2 separate regions of the Rattus norvegicus genome follow, and region 2 is linked to region 1. Evidence: chromatin contacts called from public Hi-C data. All regions are on one chromosome and are shown on one strand. Each heading gives the region's core, a stretch centred on a gene start, on an enhancer-like site or on the middle of the called end of the contact. The rest is flanking DNA. Distances are from core to core; before and after follow the strand shown.

The links. A called contact is a pair of places that touch in the nucleus more often than the background predicts.
Region 2: a contact with region 1 is called in a Hi-C map of Schwann cells, with 2.7 times the contacts expected there. The contact joins the enhancer-like site here to the promoter of Igfbp5 in region 1. A contact is called at or near these places in 2 of 12 Hi-C or Micro-C datasets (Schwann cells and mammary epithelial cells).

The regions. Positions count from the first base shown.
Region 1 is chr9:81,910,905-81,918,081 of GRCr8, forward strand. It overlaps Igfbp5 (insulin-like growth factor binding protein 5), which reads right to left and starts at 3,283. Exons shown (of 4, transcript NM_012817.2): 1 at 2,402-3,283. The coding sequence starts at 2,735.
Region 2 is chr9:81,995,294-82,002,378 of GRCr8, forward strand. LOC120094704 (a long non-coding RNA gene) reads left to right here. Exons shown (of 3, transcript XR_005489198.2): 3 at 1,606-4,124. LOC134480592 (a long non-coding RNA gene) reads right to left here. Exons shown (of 2, transcript XR_010055028.1): 2 at 7,006-7,085. Among named protein-coding and RNA genes, the nearest start is that of Tnp1, 45 kb to the right of the region's middle. Within about 2 kb of position 5,473, at least 2 of the 93 cell types and tissues checked have an H3K27ac peak or open chromatin away from gene starts, as enhancers often do. A contact at or near this core is called in Schwann cells, where this site is marked.

The DNA of each region.
Region 1 (7,177 bases), core at 2,033-4,532:
CATTCACGGGGGAGAAAAGGATTTTCCAAGCTCACAATATTCAGATTTCAATGGTGGGGGAGGGGGCCTGGGAACAAGAATTTCTCCTAAAGGAGACCACCTCCTCTCTTCGTTATCCATTTTCCTTTCCGTAAGAATGACGTCACCGTTAGCTTTTTTTGGGGGCGGGGGATTTAACTAATGGCTCTCGGGTTGAAGGATCTTCTCCGAGAGCCGGCTCCCATTCGGGAGGAAGGTATTAACCTTTGCCACTGTGGACAGCAGCCAGGGCGCAATTGCAAGCCACTGGGCACCTGCCTGAGGCGGGCTGGGGTGGGACTGAGGGCAAGGAGAGGGGGTTGCTTCGGGTTGAAGAGGCTGCAGAGAATTCTAAAGCAATCTGGAGAGGGACAAAAAATCGTGCGTACGTGTGTGCATGTATGTGCACGCGCGTGTGTGCACTGGGTCCGCTTGGGAAGTTGGATGCTGCCTCTTTGCTGGCCCAGCATTTGCGCGCGCGCGCGCGCGTGCGTGCGTGTGCATTAAGCGCACACCTTCTATCCCAGATACTCCCTATCTATCGCTTGGCTGGGCAAATAAAAGTGGGCCGGGATACTGAGGAGTCATAACTTGCATAATTCGGCTGTGATTAGATTGCTAGCCACCCCTTTTGTCTCCAAGCCATGTAGCTATATAATGGATTCCTACGGTTTCGGTAGGCAGAAATGTAATAGAAATAAGCGCGAAAATTGATCTTTAGGGGCTTCCGCAGTTTGTACTCCTCCATCCCCCTCATGGGTGACAGCTCAAATCTACAGTTTCCGAGGAGAGAGGCTGAGCTCACGCAAGCTCTGCTGCCTACTAATGGGCACTCACGCACCCTCCCACGAGGTGAAATCCATAGGTCTTTAGTTTGCGTTCAAAAAAAATTACAACCCTACCTCACGTTGGAGTAATGGAGGACGACAGGTGGTGAGAAGGGCTTTATCTTTGTAAGGAACCAAATAAAACATGTAGCCAAGTCTAAAGACCTCTAGGAGAGAGTCAATAGCTTTTAATCTCTCCTAGCCCAGATTTTGTGCATTGTTGGTTAAGCTTAAATAAATATATAATATATAATATAATAAAAATATGTAATAAGGTAACTCCCCAAAGAACCCTAGCTCGAGGCAAAACTGTTCTGATTGAACAAGAAGCTCTGTCAATCATTTAAACCACACTCCAGGCACAGAGAATTTGGAGGCGGGGCAAGAGGGGGCAGGGCAAGCGGAGGGGTGGTTCCCAGAGCGTAGTCTTCTTGTCTCCACCCCTTGAATTTTGCATTCTGTGTTTCCAGGGCCTCTTACGCACTTAGCCACACTCACTTTTAGTCTGGTTTAAGTGATTGGTGGAGGGTGAGGGTGCTAGGGTGGGGTGGAGTGGGGAAAAAGGGAGGAGAGATGGAGAGGGCCAGCATCCAGTGGGAACTTGAGGCTGTCTTCATCCCACATCCCTCTTCACCTCTCAAACCTATGTCCATCTTTTATCCTAAGTAAAATCTGAATTCAGGAGGGGAAAAAAAGCATTAAATTCAGGGACGAATATTCGGCACAGAACACCAAACTCTTTCAGCCCATACCCCACGCGCTACCCCAGCACTCCTGAAGTATTCTTTCTCTTCCTGGGAGGAAAAAAAAGAGACATTTTACAGTCTAACGTGTTTTATCATCGATCATAGTCAATCATATTAATTCAAAAGCAGCAAGTGTACATGGGGGTGAGCTCTCAATACCGTCACCCAAAAGACATTAGTTGTCAAAGATGTGGGGTGTGTGTGTGAGTGTACGCGCGCGCGCGCGCGCGCGCGCGCGCCCCTGAGCAAGTAGGAATGGAGGGAGAGGTAAATCTGGAGGCACTGAGATGGGGGTTGGGGTGAGGCTTGGAGGGAATCAAGGTAGAATTAGCTCTGAAGATGGATAACGCATCTCTAGATTCCAATTAGAATGACCTTTAACACAAAAGAATCTTTAAAGTTTAGGGAGAAAAGTATGGGGGCGGGGTGGAGAAGGGAGTTGATAATTTAACCTGTTCTTTTTCAGAGTGGATTCTAGGGATTTGGACTTTGAGACTCAGAAGGAGCTCGGAGTCAGGATTGCCACGAGTTAGGAGTGGGGGAGGGTCAGGCTGGGGTGGAGATTGAAAGGAGATGGAGTGTAAACTGGTACAGGCCGAGTTAGGCAGCAGCTTAGGATAGCAGGCTCTGCCAGGGATTCAAGTCTGAGGTGCAAGGACCCACCCCATCTACTCCCAGGAGCTACCAGGGTCTAAGCCACTGGCGTGCGCAAAGCGCTCGAGTTCCCAATCTATCCCGGGTCCCCACCCATCCAAGGTGCCTCCCTCCCCAGCTCGCGTGTGGTGCAACTGGAATCCCGGTAGCGCTCACCTATCTTGGTTTGCTCGCCGTAGCTCTTTTCGTTGAGGCAAACCCCGCGGCCGTGCAGCAGGGCGTGCAGCGGCTTCTCCTCATCCTGCCGGGGGAGACAGCGCAAACCCTGGGCGCAGCGCTCAGTGTAGACGCCACACGACTGTCCCTCCGCCAGGGCGCAAGTCATGCAGCAGCCACAGCCGGGCTCTTTGACCAGCTCACAGCCCAGAGGGCTGGGGGGACACATGGACAGAGCTTTCTCGTCGCAGGGTTCACAATGCACGAAAGAGCCCAGGCCTTGAGCCGGCACGGCACAGGCGGCCAGCAGCAGGAGGACCACGCTGATCACCATTTTTTCCGAGTCTGGCTTTACCTCGGGGCGGGGCAGGAGAGCGAGAGTGTGTGGAGAAAGGGGCCAAGAGGGAGCCTGGAGATTTTTTTTTTTTAAAAAATATCTCTTGCAGGTAAAGCAGGTGCTGTCCTCCAAACACTTGCAAAATATGAGGCAAGGAGGATTCAGGTGCCTGCACGCAAGTCCCAATTGCAAGGATTAAAGACTTGCAACAGGTTGGGGGTGAAAAAAAAAGAGGCGCGCCAGGTGCACGCAGTGAGTGGAGACCCAGGCGGGATCGGGGCAGAATTGGAGGGGTGATGAAGAGAAACACAGAATCGCTCACCCCAAAGCTACAGAAATAATGATCTTGGAGGCCTTGAAACGGGGAGAGGTGAAGGAAAAAAAATGGATTTGGCTTAATTTTTTTTTTTTTTGCCTTTGCTTAAAACCTAAAACGCACCCCCACTTCTCTCAGCTGCCAGCTGCGCCGCTGCGCAGAACAGGTAAGAGGCGTCGGCGGCGCCAAGAAGATCGGGAAAATGTTGAAATCAAGGGAGAGGAAAAAAGAAAAAGGCAAAAACTCAGACCTCACCAAACCTGGACCCCAACACCTCTTTTCTCCTGCTCTGCCACCACCTCTTCGAAACCCGCAGGAAGTCCGGAGAAGGGTGCAGACCGAGGAGGGGGATAACAAAAAGGAACAAAAAAGGGGGGAAAAAAAGCCCAAACAGCTTTGCAGCTCTTTCCTAGCTCTTTTAAAACCCCCGGCAGAAGTTTCCAAAGAGACTGCGGGCTCTGGTCGAGCAGGCGCTTTTAAATAGACGGCCCCTGGCTGCCAGCCAGTTGTAGCTGCAATTTGAGCTCCCCAACACCCAACCCATGCAAGGATGCCAGGGAGCTTTGCAGCGCAAACTCACACGGGGTGGGGGTGGGGAGAGGCCTTCTAGACACGGGGGCTCCCCTTCGCTCCCTGCACAGCGCCCTCCTCCCCACGGAATGTACGGAAAGGGCTTGGGGGTACGGGGCGAGCTACAGAGGAGAAGAGGGAGAAAGTAGAGGGAGGGGTGGATGGCTGTAATCGTCAGGAGCTGGGTGAACACAATGGGGCGAGTGGGTTTTCTGGACAACTAGCCCGGACACTGGCTGTTAGGAGTCACATTTTCTTATTAGCCGTGTATACCCTACCCAAGAAGTCATTTCCAACTTAAGAAAAAAAAGTGTCTAAATGACTATTGAAGGTTTGCCTGTCTGTGTGTTTGTGTTTGGGGGACAAGTAGTGTACAGTAGCTGGTGAGGGGCGTTGAGATGAATTTAAAGGAGAAAAGGAGGGTGTGTGTGCACACACACCCCTCCCCCCATCAGAAGTCCGGACAGAGGGATTATGGCACGGGCTTGTCGTTGTTGTTCTGGTGGGATACTGATTTTGGTTATACTCAATGGTCATTTTCTTTCACCTACATAGATGACTAGGGAAGCTCGTGTGTGTGTGTGTGTGTGTGTGTGTGTGTGTGTGTGTGTGTGTGTGCACTGTGTACTTTCAAGAAAGGATAACCCCCCCCTTCTGCCCCAGCTTTGTTGGGAGCAGTGACTGAGTCCCTGGAGAAAATGCTGTGGGTGGTCAATTTTATCTGGTGACATAGACACCTTCAATGTCCTTTTAAATGGAAGGAAGGTAGACTAAAGTGATAACCTTCTTGGGGTTGACAACAGGGCAGGCAGATCCTGGAGCGAACAGGTACCTGACTGCAGGAGACCTTGTTTTAAGATTAATGTGTGCAGAGGTATTTGAGACGGCAGGACCCTGGGGCCTCCACATGAGAAGTCCTCACCCAGGACTTCATGCCTCACAAATCCCCAGACCGCTGGTCAGCACTTGGGACCATTCTCCCCGTAGGAAAATGAAAGAAAACTTAATTTTTGAAAGAAGGAATATGATGGCTTTAGCTCTTTTTGTTTGTTTTGAAAATTAAGTTGACCTGATAGGTGGTCTGTAGACTGCCCACCCATGTAAAAAAGACATGACCAAGAGCATGATGGTGTCTGGGGAGTTCTTGCCCTTCTTGGAGTCTCTTCTGCCCTTGCTAAGTGCTCTGTTCTTTTAGGAAAAGGGGCTGCATTTCATGACTTTTGCCACTAGACTGCACCCTTATCTATGATAAGAATTCTTGCTGGAGGACTGCTTTTGAGAAACTATTTCCCTGGCTGGCTCCGTTGGGATCATCTCACCCGGTGGTGTTCTCATTCCCGATCCTGATCAGAGTGTCAGTTCTCTGTGTGCCAATAGGCACATTTTTTAAGCAAACCCAAAGTTTAAAGTTGTGCTTTTACACTCATTGCCAACGCAGTTTTATTGTGTTGGTGGCTAGGAGAGGGAGGAAGAGCAGTGTGCACCAATGTAACAAAAAGGCGGGCGGGGGCCGGGGGATGGTTGGCTCCCAGAACCTATCTCTACTGTCAGAAGGCCTGGGAAAGCAGGGAGCAAATGAATGTTAAAAAATAGGTTGCGGTATTTTAGAAGGAAAAGAGAGCAAGTGTTATTTTCTCATTTGAGTCAAGTTCAGGTGGGAAGTGGTAGAAAGAGGCGTGGCGTGGGGATGGGTTCAGCTCACCCTGGTGTAGCATTTGCAATGGGAAAACTAGGTCTTCTGTCCAGTTCCTCAAAAGTTGCTCAGTTCTCTCAAAATATGGCCTATAGTAGTCGATTTTTTTTTCTTTTGCTAGCTGACTTCTCATGGCTGGAGAGTACCCCGTGTGTAAGGACCAGTAAAAGAGGAGATGGTTTGTAGGGAAGAGAGGGGGGCAGAGAGAAGAAAAGTGAGAGAGGATGGGGAATTGGTCCTTGAAAGGTGATAGTGAGGTCATGGGGAGAGATCAGTGAAAGACTGTGTATGTTAAGCAACCATGTTGATCTCTACTTCCAAAAGGGCAGAAGGAACTCAGAGACAGGAACACAGGGTGAACACAAAAGAAAGTACAGGCTCCTCCAATCCTGGCATTGTCTGCAAGGATTTTTGTCCAAAGATCTGTGACTAGAGAGGTGAGTTTTATGGTGAACAATCTACATGTGACGTTTAGTGACAAGCATTCTGGGTGTTGGGGCATAAGGGCTTCCCATGATTCCATTCTTTCCATTCTATTTGAAAAGCTCCGGGCTCTTTACGATAACCTTCAGAAGATGGGGGGTGGGGGACTTGATATCAACAGAGTTTCATTGAGATGGCTTTCTCTGGACACATTCAAACCTGGTCCCATGCCCAGACACCTCCTTTCCCACTGGCTTAGCTTTGCTGCCATGAGTGTATTGTGTGTGTGACAAGCCTTTGGACACAATGGTCTTAGTGATGCTTGAAATTAAGTATCATCTACCATGTTCCACCTCCCGGGAGATCACTCTTTCCTTTGACAAAAAGGACCTGCAGCTTCAAGAACTGCAAACGAATGAAAGATTTGTGCTGTTTATCTGGACAGTGTTCAAAGGGCACAGGGCACGTTCTAGTTCAGGAAGCTTACCAGACCTCCATAAGCTGGCTGCTTCTCGAAGGTTTTGGAATGATTTCCAGGGCAAGGGTCGGGAGAAGCAAGTCTAACTACTGTCTAAGAGAGGCTTCTTTATGGCGTTGGCTCCAGTCTCAAGATCTGGTCATTGGCTTTTTGCCCCCTAGATACATGCATACAGAGAGACCAGGACATGTCAGGCAGACTAACGCCACTGTCTCATCTGAATCCTACACTCCGATACTCAAAAAAAACAGGCACCTACTCTTCACATCCTTCCACAGTAACAGGACAGAGTCAGGGCGGAGAGCAGCTCAAGGCTGCCTCGGTGCAGTGTCATCACTGAAGGCTAGGTGGCAGAACAGATACATCACTGAAATTACGCCTCCGCCTCCTTTCACGCAGGGGAAGAAGAAGCAGAGGAGTTTTAACAATGGGATTAGGTGCATGGGAGAGGCATAGGCTTGACAGAGGGGCACACTTGTGACCCCACACCCTGTGAGTTCACTTTTATGCTGTCCAGCCTGCCCACTCTTCCTGGTGCTGGTACCATACATGCTCGAGTTATTAAATCATCCTTCTAGCAGTTAGTTGTTCCTCAAGATTTACCCTGGAGACCAGGTTCCCCCAGCCCTAAAACTTCGCCCATGCGTAATTAGGATTTGATCTTCATTAAAGAGCCCAACACGGTCTCCCTTTAGCATGTTTTAAAATGTTAGTTCGTCTATTTCACACAGTCCAGACATAGCTCAGAACCTCTTGCTGTCGTGGCTCGGGGACTTTCTCAAGAATAACTCGGTGTTGCACAGAACTTCTCAGGGGCTCCGCCCTCTCCCATCGTCTTCTGCCAGACGCAGCCTCTCTCCTCAGATAGCTCTGTGTTCCTTTGCACAGCCGAGTCGTAGGTTTTATATGACATTTCTTATAGAAAGGAGGATGGTTTTGAGGGTCAAACCATGTGCTGC
Region 2 (7,085 bases), core at 4,223-6,722, 87 kb after region 1:
TCGTTATTGCATAGATTAGGTTCTACATGAGGAATCGTCTCCATGGTTGGAGATGGTGACAGTATTCCTTTATCATGGCCCCATAGTCTGAAGAACTGTATCAAGGAAGAAGACATCTCTGATCTCAGCTTGGGGGCTTAAGTGTTCTGATAGGCTGATGGAGCACTTCGACAGACATAGACATAAGACTCACTTATTCTACCTCATGTATGCTCACTCCTCCTACCCCAGGAGGACTTGGGCAGCCATAGGGTTTCCAGAAGGTGGAAGGCATTGTTGCTTTGGAGAACACTCCATTATTGCTCAAGAAAACTACAAAGCAGCTTGCATTCAGGAGATGGTCTCTCTCTCTCTCTCTCTCTCTCTCTCTCTCTCTCTCTCTGTGTGTGTGTGTGTGTGTGTGTGTGTGTGTGTGTGTGTACACTGGTGGAGGCCAGAAATTGATGTGTTTTTTTTTAGATAAGATCTCAAACTAAACTTAAAGCTTAATAATTCACCTAGCATGTAGCATGGCTGGTCAGGAAGCCCCAGGGACCCTCCTGCTTCTGCCTTCACAGCACCTTCCTGATCTTGACTTTTGAGGTGGGTACTAGGGATGGTACTCAGGTCCTTGTGCTAATGGGGCAAGCACTTTGCTAGATGAGCCACCTCAGTTGCTCCACAACTATTTGCTGTCAGTGCTATTATCTTCATCGGGAGGCAAAACTCCTGAAAATCTCCCAAAGCAAAAAACAAAACAAAACAAAACGAAAACAGCAACAATGAAAATCCCTTGCAGCTGGCCTGACCCAGCTTTTTACCAAGTCATAGCTCGCCCTCTGCTTCTCTTTTCCTCTTGGGCTCATTCCCTACTTGCCTCTTTCCCACTGTGATTTCTGAGGGATATGGATCTATGATAGTCAACAAAAAAGGTCAAAGTAGCGCTTCCCACTATTCCATTGCTAATGAGAAAAAAAAAATCAATCTGTTCCTCTTACTTTGTGCTGGGCCCCACAGATACATCATCTTTCACCCTTGTAATCCTTGTTCAATCCTGGGCACGGGGTGGGTGGTCAATCTGTTCCTGAAAATATTGTACCTAAATATCAGAAGGAACTGTAGATTCGATGGGGCTCTGTTGGGTGTCATCTTGGGGAGGTGTCATAAAGCTCAGGGGATTGACCCTGGACTAGGATGGATGTATTCAAAGGACCGCTCCATTCTGACTCTGTCATCTCAGAACCAAGTTACTGGGCGGAGTTTCAAGGGCAGCTTGGATTCAAACCCGTTGAATCCACTGGCCTTCATGTCCCATCCTAAGTGCTGTGTTTTGCTTTCTCGGCAACTGGCAGTGAAGTAGAACTCGATGAGGGAGACTTAGAAAAGGAGCAAATAATGACTAATAAACCAAGGGAATCTAGTCTACCAAATTATGCTAAATGATCTAATTACAAAGCAGGGAAGAAAATGAGAGGGGTAGGGAGGTAGAAGATAGAGAAACCACTCAAGCAGAGAGGTCAAAATAGATATACCTTTATTAATAGGGAAAGTCCTGTTACCTACCCCTTCCCTCTGCTCAACGAATTGTGGTTTTCATTTTTTTTTTTTTTTGTTTTTTTCTTTCAGAAAATCTGAGAGGGAGAGCGATGGCTAATGACTCCTACACCTACAGATGTTTCAGCAGGCTCTGTTGTCTGGTCCTTCAGATTCATTTGTTTGTTTGCTTTTGGAGACAGGGTTTCTCTTTGGAGTCCTGGCTGTCCTGGAACTTGCTGTGTAGACCAGGCTGGCCTCAAACTTCCTGAATACTTGGATTAAGGGCATGTATCACCATGCCTGGCCTGTCTGATTCGTCTGTATCTGCCTCGTAAGGACATCAATGGCACCAGCTGCTGAACTCAGGATGCCAAGATACATAACCTGATTTTATTTAGTCATCGGCCAAGTTCTTCTGGAGCTGAGAGGTGCTCAACCGATAGCTGGAGGAGCTCTCCCTCTATTCCCTGAGTCAGATGCCCTGGTGAGCAGGGACAGTCTCTGAAATGTGTGGAGAATCCAGGCTTTGCAGCGGCTTGTATATGCAGATTTTGTGGATGTATGTGTGTGCACACTTGGTGTGTGTCTAGAGGCAACATTGTGCCATGAACTTGGCTGTACTTCCTCCACGCAGGAGATGGGATCTTGGCCTTGGCAGCGAGTGGGCGTACGTGTGGACTTGAGTCACAGTAGGCTCAGAATCTGGGCTCAAGCATCTGAAGGCCTGTCACCTGCAAGGCTCATTATAGAAGGGGCCAGGTGCTTGGAGTGTGCCCAAAGCCATACTGACTGTGCTGTCATGAGTTTGAATAGTATTCCTGTGAGAGCTATAAATAACAACTCTGAGCCCAAAGCCAGGGTTTTAGAAAGCCATCCTTAAATGCACAGTGCTTTACAGTCCCTGCTGTCCCTTCCCTGGGTGACTCAGCTCTCTAACCCAGTAGGCCCAGCCTGATCCAGTAACCTTCAGGCTTGGCTAAAAAAGGATAGAGCCAAAGCTGGTCTCAAGAACCCCAGTGATCCCATCATCCAGTTACCATGTGAGGTTTTGCTACTTTTTTTTTTTTTTGCCTCTGTTCCCTAGCGGAGACATGGATGAACAGGTCCTGTACCAAGAGGCAAGGGCACAGACGTTCCTAATTGGTTGATTCTCGGAAGCCTATTCTATGCATTTGGGATCACAAAAGGTTCTCCCATCCTCAGAATGGATTGGCTCAGATCCCATTCCCTCTAATCTCCAGTGTCCTGAAGCCACAGCACTCAGTCTTGGGAGTGGAAATCCCAGGATAAGGTCCTGCTAAAAGTATGTTTTCCCCCTCACTCTCAGATGTTTGGGCCAGTAGGAGAAATAGAAATGAAGATAATTTTCACTTTGGCTTAAGAAATGACTACTCGAGGTCTGGAGAGATGGCCTAGTGGTTAAAAGTACTAGCTGTTCTTCCAAAGAATCCAGGTTTGATTCTCAGCAGACTACAACAGTGTATAACTACAGTTCCAGGGGATCTGACTCTCTCTGGCCTTCGTGGGTACCAGGCATGTATGTGACTCGCAGACATACAAGCAGACAAAACAAACCATGTGCATAGAATAAATAATTAAAAAAAAAAGCACCCACGTCTAGTGCCTCAAATGGCTGAATAGAGTATCAGATGGCAATAGGCTTAAACCTGGAGGTAAAGGTATCGTGGGAGGCAGTGAGCTAGACACAGAGCTAGATATTGGATTCTCTCAGCCCCACCCTCCACACCCGTGCCTGCTTTCTTTCTCCAAGTCTTTACTAGGCTCTTAGGACAACACTGTCTGAAGGAACAGCTGAAGGTTCAGAGGGTGCATGGAAAGGCCAAAGGGTTTTTTTTTCATTTTCTTCTTTTCTTTTTTAAGACTTCCAGGAGTGTGCAGAGTGCTGGCTTGGCCTTTTAGCCACATGCCTTACCCCCGCTTGGAGCTCAGCGGTGTTTTTATGCCAAGGCCCATACACCTGGCTGTTCAAGCAGAAGGAAAAAAAAATCCATCATTCAGGGTTGTTTTAAAAATAGTGTAACTCTTTGATTAAATGGCCAAACAGCCCTGAGTCAAGGTTTCTTTGCTCTAGCCTGTGATTTGTTCAACTGACCTAATTTTAGTATAGGGCTCTAAATCTAAGAGGAATGCAATGAGGGTAACGATTCCTTAAATTGGTCATGAAGTGTTGTCATTCAACATGCATCGATTAAGCCTGTGTGTGTGTGTTTGCATACATGTGTTTCCTTATATGTGTATCCTCAAAAGCCTTCAGCTGCAATAACACTTTATGATGCTGTCACCTAAATTCTGGGTACATGTTGTCCTATGCTGACACTAATAAACAATCCTACACACACAGACATACATATAAACATAACACACACACACACACACACACACACACACACACACACACACACACACACTTCCTTGTACTCCAAACCCATAGGGACCAACTTTATAAAGGACAGAGAACAGAATGTCTTAGTCACTCTCTACCTCAAGTCATGGCCTCTCTGCCTGCCGTGGCCTGGCTTTGGTGGATTCTGAGAACTTCCTCTATACACTCACCCAGGCTTGGGAAGTTTCTAGTTCTCTGCTGCTTCTTTCTGATCTTTATAGTCCCAGAAGACTGAGGTATCTTTCATATCATGTTCTGAAACACTCTTTTTTTTTTTTTTTTTTTTTTTAGTTTTTTCCGGAGCTGGGGATCGAACCCAGGGCCTTGCGCGTTCTGAAACACTCTTAACCAACCACATCCTTTTTGAGTGCTCAAAATAAGGCAGACTGTACTCTCTTCATAGGTGTGGATCTGTGGCATCTGTAGGACAGATGCCGAGACCCCTGCATGGTTTGGGAGGAAACTGACCAGTAGACGTGAAAAGATTTGCAAGTTTGCAGAGGTATGAAGTAGCCATGTGGCCATTTCTTATCCATAGCTGATATAATGGTTACATAAAAGGTGCAGACAAAACCCACAAGGCTGTCAGTCAGGACCAGAGCCCTGGGGTGGTGCTAAGGCTGGGGACAAGCTGATCTTTTTGTGTATCTGTTGCTGACTGCTACACTTAGGGCAGCATTATTTGGCTCAGTTTCCAGCAGCTTCTTCTTTTTTGAAACCTACACACTGCTTTGGAATTCATAGACCTAGCTGGCTTGCCTTAATGTCACTTGCTCTCGAAGTTTGCAGCTACCAGGCAGGAGAATCCCAGATCCACCAGTCCTTCCCTGCTTCCAAAGATGCAGGAAGTTTGTTTGGTAGAAGTCCAGTCTTGAGGGTCTGTTTTCCCTTCCTGATTGAGAGAGGTCCCTTTTGATGGGCTGCAAAGTTAACCTTGGGCACCCCACACTGTACTCGCTTATCCCATCACACACACACAACACACACACACACACACACACACACACACACACACACACACACACACACACACACCCCTTGTCATTTGACAGGGTCTCCCACAGCCCCGAGGACACAAAGCTTCCATGCCGCTGGTTAGAGCTGGAAGGAAGACAAGTATACACGAGTATTCTATTGCTCAAACAAAAAGGACTGTGTGCATGCACATGGAAGACCGATGGCCTCTGGCCAACGAGACATAATTGTGACCTGACAGACTTGTAAGATGGCCTGCTCACGTGTATCCCAGCCTAGGCCGAGGTCACGGTGCACATGACAAGCCTGGGAAAGGGAAGTCTGGCATAAAGAAAATTTAAATTAGCAGGGAACAGGAGAGAGAGACAGAGAGAGAGAGAGAGAGAGAGAGAGAGAGAGAGAGAGAGAGAGAGAGAGAGAGAGAGAGAGGCAGGCAGAGACAGAAAGACACAGAGACACAGAGACACGGAGAAAATTTCCATCTTTCCAACCAACCCCCAACTTCCCTGAGTCAGAAGAGCCCACAGCATGGGACAGCCCTGGACAGCTGCCCCTGCACTGCCCATGCCCTGTAACTAGAGCTGGTACTTGCAGAAGCTTCCTGACAGCTGTGGAGATAAGGGGGCAGGGCCTCTAAAGATTGGATAACCTATGTTGGCGCCCATCTGGGGTGGGGGTGGGGCAACTGAGCCCATACATTTCTTAAGCCAGTGGATGGGAGTGGGAAAAGATGGGGCCAGGTGCCAGCCACTGCTCATGGCGGTCGATTTGGGGAGCTCTCCGTTAAACCTGCATGTGTCCCCACCGACCTTCCATTGTGAGTGGGATCCTTTACAAAGGTAAGGGAGGCTCAGTGTGTTCCCTTAGACTATTTCTCCTCACCATTTACCTCTGTCATCACAGAAACCAGAAAAACAAAACAAAACAACAGCAAAACATATGTTGGGGCTCTGGGTCAGGCAGGGGTCTAGATCCTGTGGTCAACCGACCTTTCCACTCCCAGGACATTGGCCCTTACTCCTGCCCCAGGCCTTCCCTCCAAGGGTAGCCTTGCCTTTCTTCCTACCTGAGTTTCTTCAACCCTAGGAAACAGTGCCGGGATTTTATTTCTTTCTTCATCACCTCCTGTACATCCCAAGAGGCCAGGACACAACCCTCACTGCCTGACTGATATGGTCCTTCCAGACAGGCTCAACCCTCAGGTTCTCCCACAGGCTAAAACACAGTGTGGAGTCCCTACTCTGAATCTCATATTCTGGTCTTTCTTTCAAGTCCCTCTCTCCTTCTCTTCCTCCTCCTCCTTTTCTCTCTCCCTCCCTCTTTCCCTCCCTCCCTTCCTTCCTTCTAGTACTGGGGAGTGAACTTGGGGCTCCAAAGATGTTAAGCAAGCACTTAACTGAGTACCACTGAGCTAAATTTTCAGCCATCTTTTTTCTTTAGAACAGAGTACATTGAGATAAGATATCTTTACAATCTTGCCAAGCCACCCATGGAAGAGGGAAGTTCCAGGGCTGACTTCCAACTCCCTCTATTGTCCAGGTGGCCTTGAACTTGCTATCCCCCTGCCTCGGCCGTCGAGTGCAGAACAGGTTTGCACCGCCAGGGTAGACTACTCTGTTTCTTCTCTCCTATTAATTTGTATCTGGTGGCTGCCTCTGTCTGTGCCCTGGCCCTTGGTCTTGGGTGTATAGATACATCGTGTCCTGGTTTGCAGTGTTCACACCTCGAATAAGATTTGCACAAGGTTAGACGATTCCTTCTCGGTCTCCTATTCCCCGCCTCCTTGGCAAAGAGGATGGGGAGACTTAGCCCATGCTGGTGCCCATCCTTGTATACTTAGGCTTTATGCCAAACAACTAAGACAGTCTCTGCCCGTCCCCTTTCTAATAGCATGGCAGCCTTGACAGGAATGGAGACAGATCATGGAACTTGGCAGAGTTTGCTCAGCAGCTGCCCCAGACAGACCACAGAGCAAGGGAACAACAAAATAGGAGGCATTGACAGCTTGTGATCTGAGTGAGGTCAAGGCCATGCATGGATACTGAGTGGACATGAGACCCCAGGCAGCCTCCTCATCACTTAAAATAGGAATGAAGAAAGAGTCGTGCATGTAGATATTAGCGTAGATATCATTAAAGTCTTGAGGTGGATATTAGCATCATGACAAGGAGGAAGATGCGTGGCAAATGTC